Regions from separate parts of the Ovis aries genome. Here region 1 is linked to region 2. The links are chromatin contacts, called in public Hi-C maps. All regions are on one chromosome and are shown on one strand. Each heading gives the region's core, a stretch centred on a gene start, on an enhancer-like site or on the middle of the called end of the contact. The rest is flanking DNA. Distances are from core to core; before and after follow the strand shown.

Evidence for each region. Hi-C and Micro-C count contacts between places; a contact is called where the count stands out from the background.
Region 1: a Hi-C map of liver shows a contact between it and region 2, with 2.9 times the contacts expected there. The contact joins the promoter of EEF1G here to the enhancer-like site in region 2. A contact is called at or near these places in 11 of 16 Hi-C or Micro-C datasets (blood, hypothalamus, liver and 5 more).

What each region holds. Positions count from the first base shown.
Region 1 is chr21:37,461,624-37,468,932 of ARS-UI_Ramb_v3.0, reverse strand. It overlaps EEF1G (eukaryotic translation elongation factor 1 gamma), which reads left to right and starts at 6,046. Exons shown (of 10, transcript XM_027959367.3): 1 at 6,046-6,076; 2 at 7,165-7,309. The coding sequence starts at 6,065. TUT1 (terminal uridylyl transferase 1, U6 snRNA-specific) reads left to right here. Exons shown (of 10, transcript XM_042237903.1): 4 at 40-355; 5 at 520-620; 6 at 1,473-1,942; 7 at 2,820-2,929; 8 at 3,077-3,187; 9 at 3,363-3,449; 10 at 3,823-5,013. The coding sequence ends at 4,970.
Region 2 is chr21:37,337,155-37,344,281 of ARS-UI_Ramb_v3.0, reverse strand. The region is part of intron 5 of AHNAK (AHNAK nucleoprotein); the gene reads left to right. It overlaps SCGB1A1 (secretoglobin family 1A member 1), which reads right to left. Exons shown (of 3, transcript NM_001178105.1): 2 at 5,997-6,184; 3 at 5,100-5,132. The coding sequence ends at 5,100. Among named protein-coding and RNA genes, the nearest start is that of SCGB1A1, 4.8 kb to the right of the region's middle. Within about 2 kb of position 4,816, at least 5 of the 54 cell types and tissues checked have an H3K27ac peak or open chromatin away from gene starts, as enhancers often do. A contact at or near this core is called in liver, where this site is marked.

The sequences.
Region 1 (7,309 bases), core at 4,797-7,296, 120 kb before region 2:
TCCAGAACTGTCATCATTGTCTCTGTTGTGGTTTGACAGGGAGTGTTTGCCATCGTGGAGATGGGGGACCTGGGTGCCCGGGAAGCTGTTTTGTCACAGCCCCAGCACAGCCTGGGAGGACATCGCCTGAGGGTCCGGCCACGGGAGCAGAAAGAGTTCCAGAGCCCAGCCTCTAGGTCCCCCAAAAGAGTGGCCCCCGACAGTCACCAGCTGATCAAAGCACTGGCCGAGGCCCCAGACGTGGAAGCACAAATGGTGAAGCTCGTGGGGCTGAGGGAGCTCTCCGAGGCTGAGCGGCAGCTTCGGAGCCTTGTGGTGGCCCTAATGCAGGAAGTCTTCACAGAGTTCTTCCCTGGTGAGTCACTGCCCCGCTCTGTCTGAGCCGTCTGTGTCTGCATCCCCAGCCTCCCTCAGCTAGTGGTGTTCACTTGCTTGCTTTTCCATCTTTGTGCCACGTTGTTTTTCTACCACTTACTCCCTGCAGTGTCTCATGACCCGTATTCTCTTCTCGGCACTCAGGCTGTGTAATCCATCCTTTTGGCTCCTCCATAAACAGTTTTGACGTCCACGGCTGTGATCTTGACCTCTTCCTGGATCTGGGGGACCTGGACGAGCCCCAGGTATGTGACCGTGGAGGCAGCTGTGAAGAGTTAGTGGGAATGGTCGTGTGACGCTGGGCGAGCCCTTGACCTCTCATGCCTTAGCTCCTATCTGTAAAATGAGGATAATAGGACCTGCCTGAAAGGGTTGTTATGATTGGAGAAACATGGATGTGATTGGATAGGATAAAATGAACCGACATGGAATAGGTGACATTTGTAACAGGGAAAAAAAATTTCAAAATGGCACATGTAATATCTTACTGGGAGAGATATATATATATATATATATGAAATGCCATACAACAATGGATTATGTTTTTGCTTATCTGTGTTTTGTAACATCTAATGTACAGTTTCTGCCTTGGGAGTAGGAAAGGGTTATTATTTTTTAAATAAACTATTTTTTAGAACTGTTTTAGATTCATAGCAGAATTGAGCAGAAAGTACAGAATTCCCATATATCTCTTCCCTGCAAAAGGTTGTTTTTGTTTTTTTTGACTGTGCCATGAAAATTGCAAGATCTTCATTCCCTGACCAGGAATCAGACCTGTGCCCCATGCAGTGGAAGTGCAGAGTCCTAACCATTGGACCACCAGGGAATTCCTCCTTTAGTCTTCTTGAATCTGAAATAGTTCCTCTACCTGTTTTTGCTTTTCCTGACTGTAATATTTTTGTAAAATGTAGACTGTTTATTTTATGGCATTAAAAGGTTAATTTTAAAAAAGGCTTGTAAGGATTAAAAGAGTTAGTACTTTTATAAAGCCTTTAGAATAGGGCCCAGCCCATAATAAATTGTAATAGATATATCTTAGAGATGGACTGTTAGGGGGCAGCAGGAGAGACAGTTACCTAGCCCATTTCCATCCACAGCCAGCCCCAAAGGCTCCAGAATCTCCCTCCTTGGACTCAGCTCTGGCATCCCCACTGGATCCTCAAGGCCTGGCCTGCACCCCAGCCTCCCCTCCAGACTCACAACCTCCAGCTTCTCCTCAAGACTCGGAAGCCCTGGACTTTGAAGCCCCTTCCTCCTCACTGGCACCTCGGACTCCAGACTCTGCTTTGGCCTCTGAGACCCTCGCCTCTCCCCAGTCCCTGCCTCCAGCCTCGCCGCTGCAGGAGGACCAGGGAGAGGGGGACCTGGGGAAGGCGGTGGAACTGGCAGAGGCCCTGAAGGGGGAGAAAGCAGAAGGGGGGGCCATGCTGGAGCTGGTGGGATCCATCCTTCGGGGCTGTGTTCCTGGAGTGTACCGAGTCCAGACCGTGCCCTCTGCCCGGCGCCCTGTGGTCAGGTTCTGCCATCGGCCTTCAGGTCTCCATGGTGACATCTCCCTCAGTAACCGGTACCTTTGAGGTGGTGGGGGAAGGCCAGCTGGTACTCTAGGGAGGGGGAGGGAGGCACCCTGCACCAGCTGAGGCTTGAGGTTGTCCTTACTTAGTCCTGTCTCTCTTTCTGACACTTATCTCATGTCTGGCTTTCATTTCAATGTTTGGAAAGTATGTTTCCTGGGATACTGATTTTAAGGATTTAGGAAAGAGTTCCATGGTTGAGTAAGTTTGGGAAATGCTAAATTAAGACAGGCCAATTTCTCCCTTCCCTCCTCTCCTACTTGCTCTTTCCTCCTTCCCTCTCCCTTCCCGTCTTTGTTTCTTTGCATAGTAAGTGTTCTCATCAGTCTTATTAATAACATGCTCTGTGACTCTCCAAGACATTTATAGGATATAGTGATTCCCAAACACATTTGATGTGTTTTTTGTGTTTTTTTAAGAAGCAACATTCACTTTTTTTTAAAATTGTTATTTATTTTCAGCTGCACTGGGTGTTCATTGCTTGCAGGGGCTTCTCAAGTTGGGGTGAGCGGGAGCTACTCTTCGTTGTGGTTTGTGGGGTTCTCTTGTTGCTGTGCACAGGCTCTGGGCACGAGGGCTTCAGTAGCTGTGACACAGGGGCTTTGTTGCTCCGAGGCATGTGGAATCTTCCCAGACCAGGGATTAAACCCATGTCCCCTGCATTGGCAGGCGGATTCTTACCCACGGCACCACTAGGGACGTCCCATTTGATGTTCCTTTGTACACACTCTCTCCAGACCATGTCAGAGAAACACCCCGGGAAACCCTCTTTTGGCCTTCTTCAGCTGACCGCCATTACGAAAGTCTGGAGTGAGAGCTGGGGGGTGACAAGCTCCTGAGCCCTGACACCCTGTCTCCCCTCTGTCTTAGGCTGGCCCTGCACAACTCCCGCTTCCTGAGTCTCTGCTCTGAGCTGGATGGGCGAGTACGGCCCCTTGTGTATACTCTGCGCTGCTGGGCTCAGGGTCGAGGGCTGTCAGGTGAGAATGAATCAGGACAGACTGGGGGCTGCGTTGGTGTCGGGGCAGAGGCAGGGATTCGGGGAGAGAAGGAAGCGGGGTTGTGAAAACTGCCAAGGAGAGGGTCAGAACTGCCTCTGATCTAACCAGAATTAATTATTTATGCAGGGAGTGGCCCACTTCTCAATAACTACGCCCTGACCTTGCTCGTGATCTATTTCCTTCAGACCAGGGACCCTCCTGTGTTGCCCACTGTGTCGCAGCTCACCCAGAAAGCAGGTACAGCAGCCTGGCCTTCACCCGCCCTATCTCCTAACCTTCATCTCTCTTCTTCATCTTAGACATACTGAGCTTCCTGGGAATGAGATCTCTGCCGCCACTACCATATCCGCCCCCCAAGCCCCCACCCATCTTCCTGCTTTCAGGCTGACCTTCAACTTTTTTACTTTCATAGGCGAACAGGTAGAGGTTGATGGCTGGGACTGTAGTTTCCCCAGAGATGCCTCAAGACTGGAGCCCAGCACCAATAAGGAGCCTCTGAGTGAGTCTGGGGAGCCTGGGAGAGGACTAACAAGTGGTGTTAATGACACAGTTACTGGCACACAGCAGCCCTTGTGGGTTAGTTAATATCATTATTGCCACTTTACAGATGAAGAAACTATGCCTTGGAGTAATGAAGTGGCTTGCCCAAGGTTATGCTGCTAGCAGGGTGAAGGGGCAGTATCTGGGGGTCACTGTGGGGAGAGAGGTTTGACCTCTTGTTTATTGAGATCAGAGGAGCCTGGCTCTGGCACTCCTCTGAGCCACTTGGGAGGGAAAAGGCAAGTCCAGCTCAGGGAATGGCTGTGGCGCAAGGGTGATCTCAGTTCTGGTCTCTAAGGGACCCCCTTCCCTGCTCTTCCTCTTTCCTCCAGGTTCCCTGCTGGCCCAGTTCTTCTCCTGCGTCTCTTGTTGGGATCTTCGTGGCTCCCTGCTGTCCCTGCGGGAGGGTCAGGCACTACCTGTGGCAGGGGGCCTGCCCTCTAATCTCTCGGAGGGCCTGCGCCTCGGCCCCATGAATCTCCAGGACCCCTTTGACCTGAGTCACAATGTGGCAGCCAACGTGACCAGCCGAGTGGCCGGGAGGCTACAGAACTGTTGCCGAGCGGCAGCCAATTACTGTCGAAGCCTCCAGTACCAGCGGCGGTCTTCCCGGGGTCGGGACTGGGGGCTGCTTCCCCTTCTGCAGCCCAGCTCCCCCAGCTCCATGCTCTCTGCGACACCTATCCCCTTACCCCCTGCTTCCTTCACCCAGCTCACTGCTGTGCTGGCCCAGGTGTTAAGGGAAGCCTTAGGGTGCCATATAGAACAGGGAACCAAGAGACTGCGGTCAGAGGGAGGTGGCCCTGGGGAGCCCCCCCAGGGAGGGAAAAGCAAAAGAGCAAAACTAGACGGACAGAAAAAAAGCTGTGAGGAGGAGCCAGAGGAGCAGCAGGGATGTGCAGGGGAGCACGGTGAAGATGGCGTGGAAGAGATGGTCATAGAGGTTGGAGAGTCGGTGCAGGACTGGGTGATGCGGAGCCCTGGGCAGCCGGGGGAGCTGCCCCTGATGACTGGAAAGCATCTAGCCACTAGAGAAGAGGGGCAGTCAGGCACCACAGCGCTGGCCGAGCAGGGGCCCAGAGGACCTGAGGCAGCCTGTGAAGGGTCTCAGGCTGAGGCCGAGAAGCGGGTGTCGCTCGCAGTGAGCTGGCGCTGCGCCTTGTGGCACCGTGTGTGGCAGGGGCGGCGGCGTGCCCGGAGACGCCTGCAGCAACAAATCAAGGAAGGAGGTGGAGCTGGTGCTGGCTCGGGAGCAGAGTGGCTGGCAACTGAGGCTCAGGTCACCCGGGAGCTGCGGGGACTGAGCAGTACTGAACAGAGGCCAGAGGCCGAGCCACTCCTGACCTTCGTGGCATCCGCCTCCCAGGCTGACCAGAGTCTCACTGTGACCCCACTCCAGGATTCTCAAGGCCTGTTCCCTGATCTCCATCATTTCTTACAGGTTTTTCTCCCTCAAGCACTTCGAAATCTACTTAAGTGAAGATGGGAACCCTGAAAGGCAATAAAGCTGCTAGTTTAATGAACACTAGTTTCCTCTATTTCCACCTGGTGATAATACTCCTTCCCCGACTAAGTGCTTAGTGCACCCTCAGAGGTACCTTGTCTTGTCACCCTAAAATAAGTCTGTCTCCCAGGCTGTTTCCTTTCATGCCCAGGGCAAGTGATTGGCACCTGGACACTCTCAGTACTGAGTTCTGGAAAGATGGAGTGCTGGGTGGGTGGCTTAAGCTGCACCTGGAAAGAACCAAGTTTCCTTCCTCATTTACATTACTGCCCAGATTATGAATGGTGACGGGCTTGAAATTTGGGTCCAGGGTTCTAAATCCATTCTCTTCATATTGGGTAAAAAATGTTCAGATCTGAGTATGGGTAAAGGGCAACCCCTCATTTGAACTGTCAGCCCCTCCAAGGTGACAGAACTTGGCTGTGTTCTCCCTCAGTCCCTCCCCTGTTGCGGGTCCCGGAAGAGTGCCTCTTAGTAACAGCACCTGTGAGCTGCAAGGTGGTTTAATGGAAAAAGCCTCACTTTTACGGAGGGTTTCAGACCTGGGCTTGGGTCAGATGTACAATCTCTCCTCTAGAAAGCTGTAACAAAAGGAGCGTGGGACCCCGTCATCTCCACGCAGTTGCCACCCCAATGCGTCACGCGACCACGATGTTGTGGGTCTGGCACGACCTTCACCAAATCACCATGGGCCAGGCGACCCGGAGGGAAACGCCTCTGGTGCCCCGCAAGATGCCGAGCTGGCAGCTCTGCCACGTAGCTGCAGAGGGGCGGCTTTCCAGGCAAGACTCAGCGTCTCCGCGCGGTCTACCTCCACGTCCGGACTCGGATTGGCCATCCCCCACTGCGCCGGCGCGAGTTTTTTCCGCGCTGGCCAGTAGGCCCCACCCACTTCTTTTTCCATTCAGCTGCTGCGGGATACCGAACTGTCGTGCGTAAGCCTTCTATGCCGTCCTCGCTTTCCGGCTGCTGTTTCTCCACGGCTCTCCCCTTCCCCCCTCCCTTCTCTCCCTGACGGCTTACTTTGCGGCAGCGCGGAGAGCCCCACCCCCTTTCTCTGCGGAATCACCATGGCGGCTGGGGTAAGTTTGCCGGCTCCGGCGATCCAGGTCATCCTATCCGACGCCATCCTCTGCCCGAGCAGGCTCAGCCGGCGTCAGAGGGGTTCTGCAGCTGAGTCGGGAACTGATCCGGGGTTTGGAGATCGTACTGTTCGAGAGTAGGGCCTCCAGGCCCCAGAGGGGAACTGAGGCTAGGGCTCTGGGAGGCAGAAGAGGTGGAAGGGTCTGGGGTAGAGGAGAAAACGGATGCCGGATTCTGGCAATCTGGAGCTTGATAAAGCAGTTCGGGTTCATTGCCGCCTCGAGACGTGGGATCCGGGCAGGTTGGCAAAACTTTTGCGACCGTTTTGTGGGGCAACAGGAGGGACAGGGCGAAGAGGAAGGTCTTTATGGGCAGGTACGGCTGGCCACGGTTAAGGGTGGTCCGGTGGGGAGGTTGGGGAGCGAGAAGAGTCTCTGGACAGGGAAGTCAGGCCAGTTGGACCTCCCTGGCCAGGTTAATAGAAGGGGAGAAGGCAACCCGGAGAACTCACTGCGGGACAGGACCGAAGAGATGGAATGCGTGACAAGAAATGAAAGGGTTTTTAGGGAGACCGAGTTGATTTAAGATGCCATTCGGTTCCCGTGGCTATTTGGAGTGGGCTCGGAAATGTCTTGGTCGATGTGTGTGTCTTGGAAACAAGCGTGATACTTCTGATGGGTGAGCGGCTCAGCAGTAGAGTAGTCAGGCACTCGGCAACCATGAATGAATGAACAAGGGCTCTGGGAAGGGAGGGCTGTGTGTTTGTCGGCAGATGGAGTCTGAGGGACCTAGAAGTTCTGTATTTCTTGGAACTATATTTGAGGGGAAGAGAATGCTTCTAGAGACGTCCTTAGAGAAGGTCAAATCTGTCAACAAGCTTTATTTAGCAGTCGGTGTGTAGTTCTGTCCTCGGTATTTCAGGGGACTCTGGTTACACTTGACGGCAGACACGGAAGAACTAACTTGGTTCACCAGAGGGAGTGAGGTGAAATGGATTGGGATTACTCAGGGAAGTCATTGCTTGGAAACACTTAAGACTGGGACCCTTCTAGTCATTAATGTTTCATTCCCCATCTTTTCCCCACAGACCCTGTACACATATCCTGAAAACTGGAGGGCCTTCAAGGCCCTCATTGCCGCTCAGTACAGCGGGGCTCAGGTCCGCGTGCTCTCCGCACCACCCCACTTCCATTTTGGCCAAACCAACCGCACCCCCGAATTTCTCCGTAAAT
Region 2 (7,127 bases), core at 3,567-6,066:
GCTTCTCAAACCCGGGAAGCTTCTATTCATTACATTGGCCTCCTTGCGTTTTAGAGTTTAGTATTTTCACAGTGAAAAAGGCTGATCATATAATTATCTATTTATATAACTAGGGCTGGACGCACTTCTCCTCATCCTCCTTCTTCAAACATAAAAATCCTTCTTAGCTTGAGGTCTGTTCAAAGATAAGCCATGGCCCTAGTGTGGTCAGGCAGAAAAGGAAAAAAAGACAAAAAAGAATCCCATGACATTCTTTCATTTCTCTAATTTTTTTCTGCTTTCCCCAAACATGAGTCACACAGATATGTGCTTTTTCTGTGGCTATGATCAGTTCATCTTGCATTCTGCTCTTTTAAAACTGAATGTACTCTGTGTGCTGACAGCTCGCATTCTTGGGATCGCCTACATTTGCAGCTCCTCTGAGGTGGAGACTCTCCCTGCCATATAATTGGACTTCCTTTTGTCCCTAGATACCTGCTGTATTTGCCCTAGGTAAATATTTTCCTAGTTCTGAATAGGTAATTAAAATTCTGAACCTTTTATGGCCCTGGATCCTTATCTGTTTGAACAACACTCACCTAGGTGGATGGCCAAGGTATGTGAGTTAAAGATGACCTGGATGCAAAGGAACCCAGGGGACTCAGCAGTGGGGGAGAGGGGAGGCAAGAGGCTCACTAGCCCCAAGGAGGCCCCACCCTCTACCAAGAATCTCTTCTGGAATTGTCAGTTCCCCTGACTGTCTCTGGAATTTTTACAATCACAGGCCCTCCTTTATGGCAGATAGGGAGGGGTGGGATGGCTATAGTCCGGGGGTGTGTGTGTGTGTCTGCATAAGCGGGCACGTAGGTGCATATTTTGGGGGGGTAGGTGGACATTTTTCATCAGCGTCATTTCAGTTAATAGCTCAGGAAATTCCTGCCTTTGGGATCCTACTCTCTACTGTAGGGCAGGGGTTGGGGGTCTGGCTTTGAATCTGGATTGTGTGAGGAAGAAATAAGAAATTGCAGAAATGCTTGCCAGGGAGTAAGCAATCAATAAAATTAATTATTAGGTTACTTGAGATGTTAAAAAAGGTGGACGGAGGTCAGAGGACGCGCTCCACTAGCGCCCGAGGCTCCTCTGTACCTTCCGGACCATCTCACGTTCTAGATTCTGCTGGACTGGCCCTCGCCCTCGCAATTGTTCGGGAAGGGAATTATTACTAATTCCAAAAGAGCTGACACATGCCTGGCAGGGTTCAGCGGGCAGCAATTTTGTAAGACTGCCCCTGTTTTTCCTCAGAATTCTTATTAAGGAAAAAAAAAAACAAACCAACCCTGAAAAATCAAGTTAAAGCAATCACAGATGATACCAAAAAAAAAACCCCAAACACCAAACCTAGAAAGGAACTGCATTTCATCATGCGTCCCGCGGATTGAGCCAGGCTGCGTGGAGCTGCAGGGCTCAGAAGCCCCGACCTGGACACCTTGGTGAACACTGCCCCCTAGTGGCCGTGGTGGCGCCGGCTGCTGAAGGCGCGTCCCCGAGGGACCACGTAGCTTCTTGGAAAAATCTGAACCGAAGAGGTTTCTCTCTGCAACCCTCTGGTTCTGTGACCTCTGCGGATGCCCTCTCCATTCCCGCTTTCCCTGTGCGCGTCCTCCCCTTTCATTCAATATCTGGGGATGCTGTGGCCGGGTCAGGGACCGATTGCCCCGGGACAAGGGGGTGTTTGGAGGGTGTTTATATCCACATGAGACCCACGTTTCGGATGAGTTCTAGTCTTTGCCTATTTTGCTCTAGGGCGATTTTTTTTTCTTCTTTTGGGGGGGGGGCTCACCAGAGGGCATGTGGGATCTTAGTTTCCCGACCAGGAATGGAACCGGTGTCCCCCTCATTGGAGGCATCAAGTCTTCTTTTTTTTTTAATAAATAAATATTTATTTATTTTAATAAATATATTTATTTGGCTGTGCAGGTCTTAGTGGTGGCACGTGGGATCTTTGGTCCTTGCTATGGCGTGTGGACTCTTTTATCTGTGGCATGCAAACTTTTAGATGTGGCATGTGGGGGTCTAGATAGTTCCCTAACCAAGGATGGAACCCAGGCCACCTGCACTGGGAGCTCAGAGTTTTAGCCACTGAACCACCAGGGAAGTCCTTAGGGTGAATTTTTACAGCAACTGTCAACAGTTTCCAGCAGTTAATGCTGTGTGGCCTGTGCAAAGGCCCTGAGGTAGGAACAGGCTTGGTGGCTTGGTTCTTCAAAAAACAAAAAGAACTGCAGGCCAGCAGGGTGGACTGCAGACAGGGAGTGAGCAGTGGGAAGGATGGGAGATGAGAACCCGTGATGGGTGCATTCTGGATTTGCAGTTGATGAGAAGAGTGTGGGGAAGCTTCCAAGAGCTGGACTTGATTGGAGTGGGGGAGCGGCCGTGAAAGGGGGTTTTCATTTGATAACTGGATCTGTCCTTACTGTAGAGAGCAGACTGCAGGGCACTTGAGTGTGAGCTGGGAGGCAGTTAGGAGCCCTCCTCCCCCAGGTTGTGCAGGTGAGGGGGCGGGTGGGGCCCAGGGTGGCTCTGTGGGCAGGCAGGTGTTTCTCAGAGGTGTTTGCGGCTGACTTGCTTGGCTGGGCATGACAGTGCTGGAGAGGGACGGGTCGAGGCTGCCCCTTGGCTTCAGGCCAGAGCAGCTGGGAGGCTAAAGATGGAATTTACAGAGGCTGGAAAGAGAGGAGGGAAGGGGGAATCAGATTTCTCTTGGACAAGAGGAGACTGAGAGGTTGGGTGGATGGTAGGACATAAGGGGAGGAGGTCTGGCCTGTTTGCTGGTAGGTGAAAGATACCTAGAGCTAAGGTTCTTCAGAAGGTTCTACATTTTCTCCTGGGGCCCAAGGGCAGGGCTCCAGGGTGCCTCAGGGAGGGCAAGGGTGAGGGAAGGAGCCTGGGCAGCCTTCCCACGGTCCCCTCCGTGCCCCTGCCTGATCGTCCTCCTGTTTCCCCTCTGCCTCTGGCTGCCTCCCCCATCTCCTCCAGTCCCTCCTGTCTCTGCTCAGACCTTGAGCCAGGGGATTCCTGGGCTGGCCTGTCCACGCTACTCTTTTTTTTTTTTTTTTAATATTTATTTGGCTGCCTCAGATCTTAGTTGCTCTGCAGCCTTTCAGATCTTGGTTCTCTGACCAGGGATGGACCCTGCATCCCCTGCTTTGTAAGACAGATTCTTAACCACTGGACCACCAGGAAATCCCATGTCCAAGCTCCTCTTGCTTACATCACTCCCCTTTTTCCTTTTTTCCAAACGAATTTTACCTATGTATTTATTTTTGTCTGCCCTAGATCTTCGTTGCTGCGAGGGTTTGCCTCTAGCCGTGGAGCTTGGGTTTCTCCTTGCGGTGGCTCCTCTTGTTACAGAGTGCAGGCTCTAGGGCACATGGGCTCGGTAGTTGTGGCTCCTGGGCTCTAGAGCGCGCGTTCAACAGTTGGGGTGCATGGGCTTAGTTACCTTGCAGCATGTGGGATCTTTCGGGATCAGGGGTTGAACCCGTGTCTCCTGCATTGACAGGCAGATTCTTTACCACTGAGCCACCAGGGGAGCCTCCTCCCTTTATTTCTTTCATGCTTTTAGCACGGGTTTACCTATCTGTCTGTCTGCTTCTTTGTTGATTTTGGGGGGGCTGGCGATCTTCCCCACCAGGTCACTAGCTCCCTGAGACCAGAGGCCGCCGTCATCTTCACTCTGCTCTACTTGGGCCTCAGTGCGGTTGTACACTGAGAAATCGCTTCATGCATATTTGCTGGGTTGTGAAATCTGCTCCTGGCTTCCTCAGAGCCCCGAGCGCCACCATGAACATGTGGCAAGTGCCAGTAAATACCTGGGGACTGATTTCATGCAAGAAGGAAGGGGGTGGCTGATTCACTTTTTGAGTGAAAGTTGGCTGGATGTGACTCAAGGGATGGCGGGGGGTGGGGCGGGCAGGGGCAAGTCAGAGAAGGGCTTTGGGGTCAAATAAGAGCACCATCGCCCGTGGGCAGCAGTCACCAGGTGCTGACCAGCCTGACCCCCTCCCACCCACTCTCCACTAGCCTCTTGGGGACAGAGAGTGATGTGAATGGACGGCTTGACCCATAACCCCCTGCACCTTCAGCCTGGAAATAGGATGTCCTCATCAGGATGGCTGATAAAGGATGTAGAAAATGCACAAGAGGAGGGGTTTTGCTTGAAAAAATAGTTTGAGAATAATTCCATGCGGCAAATGTGAAGTAAGCGAAACACTTAACCGACCCTCTCTGGGGATGCCCCCCAGACCCTGTCTGTCCTCAAAGTCCCCCTCAAGGACCCTGCATCCCTAATCAAGGGATTGAACCTGCTCCTCCCTCCAGCCTTTGTTTTCTAAGTTTCTTACAGGAATCGGATCCTTCCATAGGTGGGAAGAGACCATCTGCGCTGGAAGTGATTGCAGACTGTCACAGGGCCAGCCAGCCCCTCAGAGCACCGCACTACTCTGTCAAAATGCTTCAGAGATCCCCCATTTATCTTTGGGAGATGGAACTCTCTGGAAAACGCCATCATTGTTTGCAGTTATGTCTGGGTAGCATAATCACCTTAAATATTTCTTTTTCAAACCGAGAGAGGGATCCCAAAGGGCTTGGAAGAAACAGAACGCTGAATTTCATTACTAAATGGATGGGGGTTGGAAGGTCAGCCTGAGGTCAGCTGCCAACATGTCTAACATTCCCCCTGCCGACACCCCCCCTGCCCCCACTGTTCCCTGTAGGTCAGGTTTGAGCAAGGCCCTGGGAATGTTTCCAGGCTGGCTCTCTGCCCGTGGAAGGGAGTATGTGCTAGAAGCTGGTCTGCCCATCTGTGGACTGGAAGTGAGACGAGGCCTGGACCCTTGGGGATGTGTTTCCACGGCCACTGCCTTTCTTTTTGCTCTAATCTTACCCCAGCAGCGGCACACCTTTCATTCTAGCAGGTGAATAAAAAAGGCGGGGACACAGATGAGATGCTTGCTTGTACTTTATTGCAGGAATCAGGTGGGGCTGGTGGGGACGGAGTGAAAGGAGCATCCGGGGAGTGGCAGGGGCCTCGGCAGGTGGAGATCTTCAGCTTCTAAATCCTAAGCACACTCTGGGCTTTGTACTATTTTCCCCTAAAACAAACAGACAAAATCCCCAATACAATAGTGAATGAAAATGTCAAAGCCAGACCCAGAAACTTTAATGTCACCTAAGAGATTCAGTATTTGTGGAAGGAGCTAAGCTTGGATTATTTCTCAGAAGCTTCTCTAGTTTTAATTTTTTTAATTAAAAATTTTTTTTTTTTTTGCCACCCTGACTAGGGATTGAACCCATGCCCCTTGCAGTGGAAGCTGGGAGTCTTAACCACTGGGCTGCCAGGACGGTACCTCAGGAGCTTCTTTAAAAAAGATAAGATGACTGTGCCTGCTTCCCCAGGGACATTTACACTGTGACTCTTCTCTCTGGATTAGAAAAGTGTCCCCAAAGTAGGGACTTCTCAGGTGACGTAGTGGTAAAGAATCTGCCTGCCAATGCAGGAGATGGAAGAGATGTGGGTTTGATCCCTGGGTTTGGAAGATCCCCTGGAGAAGGAATAGGCTACCCACTCCAGTATTCTTGGGGCTTCCCTGGTGGCTCAGATGGTAAAGAATCTGCCTTCAATGCGGGAGACCTGGGTTCGATCCCTGGGTTGGGAAGATCCCCTGGAGGAGGGCATGGCAACCCACTCCAGTATTCTTGCCTGGAGAATCCCCATGGACAGAGGAGGCTGGTGGGTTACAGCCCATGGGGTCACAAAGAGGTGGACGTGACTGAGCGACTAGCACAGCACCAGTATGCTTGCTTGGAAAATTGTGTGGGCAGAGGAGCCTGGCGGGCTACAGTCCATGGAGTTGCAGGGCTGGACACGACTGATGGACTGAGCATGCACGCATGCCCCGAAGTGGGTGACACTGCAGCCCAGGACGCGGGCAGCGGGTGTGGAGGGAGCCGTGTACCATGAGCTGTAACACGCTGTCCTTGGCCTTCGGGGAGAGGGTGTCTATCAGTTCCTTCAGCTGTCTTGTTGCTTCTTTCATGTCTTCGTCAGGGCTGAAAGGTTCCAGGGCAGCCTCGTAGCTGGAAGGCGTGCCTATGAGGAGGTTTCCCAAGGCATACAGAAGGCTGGGGCACACCTCTGTGGATGCTGGAGAACAGAGAGGAGGGATCCCCTGTATCTGGGCCCGTGTCTAGACTGGCCAGCTCCCTGCTGGGACCTGGCCCAGATGCACACAGCTGAGCCTGTCCACAAGAGCTAGGGGCCCTCTCACCCCCACCCTGGAGGGTGATGCTCCAAGCAATTGGCTCTTTGGCGCCAAGTGGATGCTTTCTGGGTTGTGGCCAGCTTTTTGTAGCTTGCCTGAGCCTTCCTTGTGCTTCCTGGGTTGCAACGGACAAGGTGCTACCAGCTCTTTCCAGGCGGAGCTCTGAGAATAGAAGCTGCTGATCTGACTTTTTTTTTTTTTTTTTTTTTGGTGTGGTGTGTGGGGGCTGGGGAGAGGCCGCAAAGGGTTTAGGCTCCCACCGGAAACATACCTCTTACTGATGGTTAGTGATGGTCGGAGTCCACGTGACAAAGTTAGGCTCTGGCAGGAAGAGGCACTCGTACCCGCCAAGCACGAGCCCCCGAGCCTGGCTCAGAAGGGACATCTGCCGTGGGCGCCAGGCCTGTGGGCTCCTCCACCCGCAGACACGCCTCTGCCCCATCCCCAGCCCCCCTCCCGTGTTCCCTTCATCTGAGGGCGCCCCCTCGTGCTCTCTTTTTAGGTCCCTGCCCCCAGGATCATGGGGCTTCCCAGGTGGCTTAGTGGTGAAGAATCTGCCTGCAATGCAGGAAATTGCAGGTTTGATCCTTGGGTCTGGAAGATCCCCTGGAGAAGGAAATGGCAATCCACTCTAGTATTCTTGCTTGGGAAATCCCCTGGACAGAGGAGCCCAGGGGCTACAGTCTATGGGGTTGCAAAGAGTCAGATAGGACTTAGCGTCTAAACAACAACACTCCCGGGATCATGGGGAGAATCACCATGCCCCACTCCCTGTTTGCCCTGTCTTCCCATTGAGTCTTAAATCCCTGTCCTTGACTTCACCAC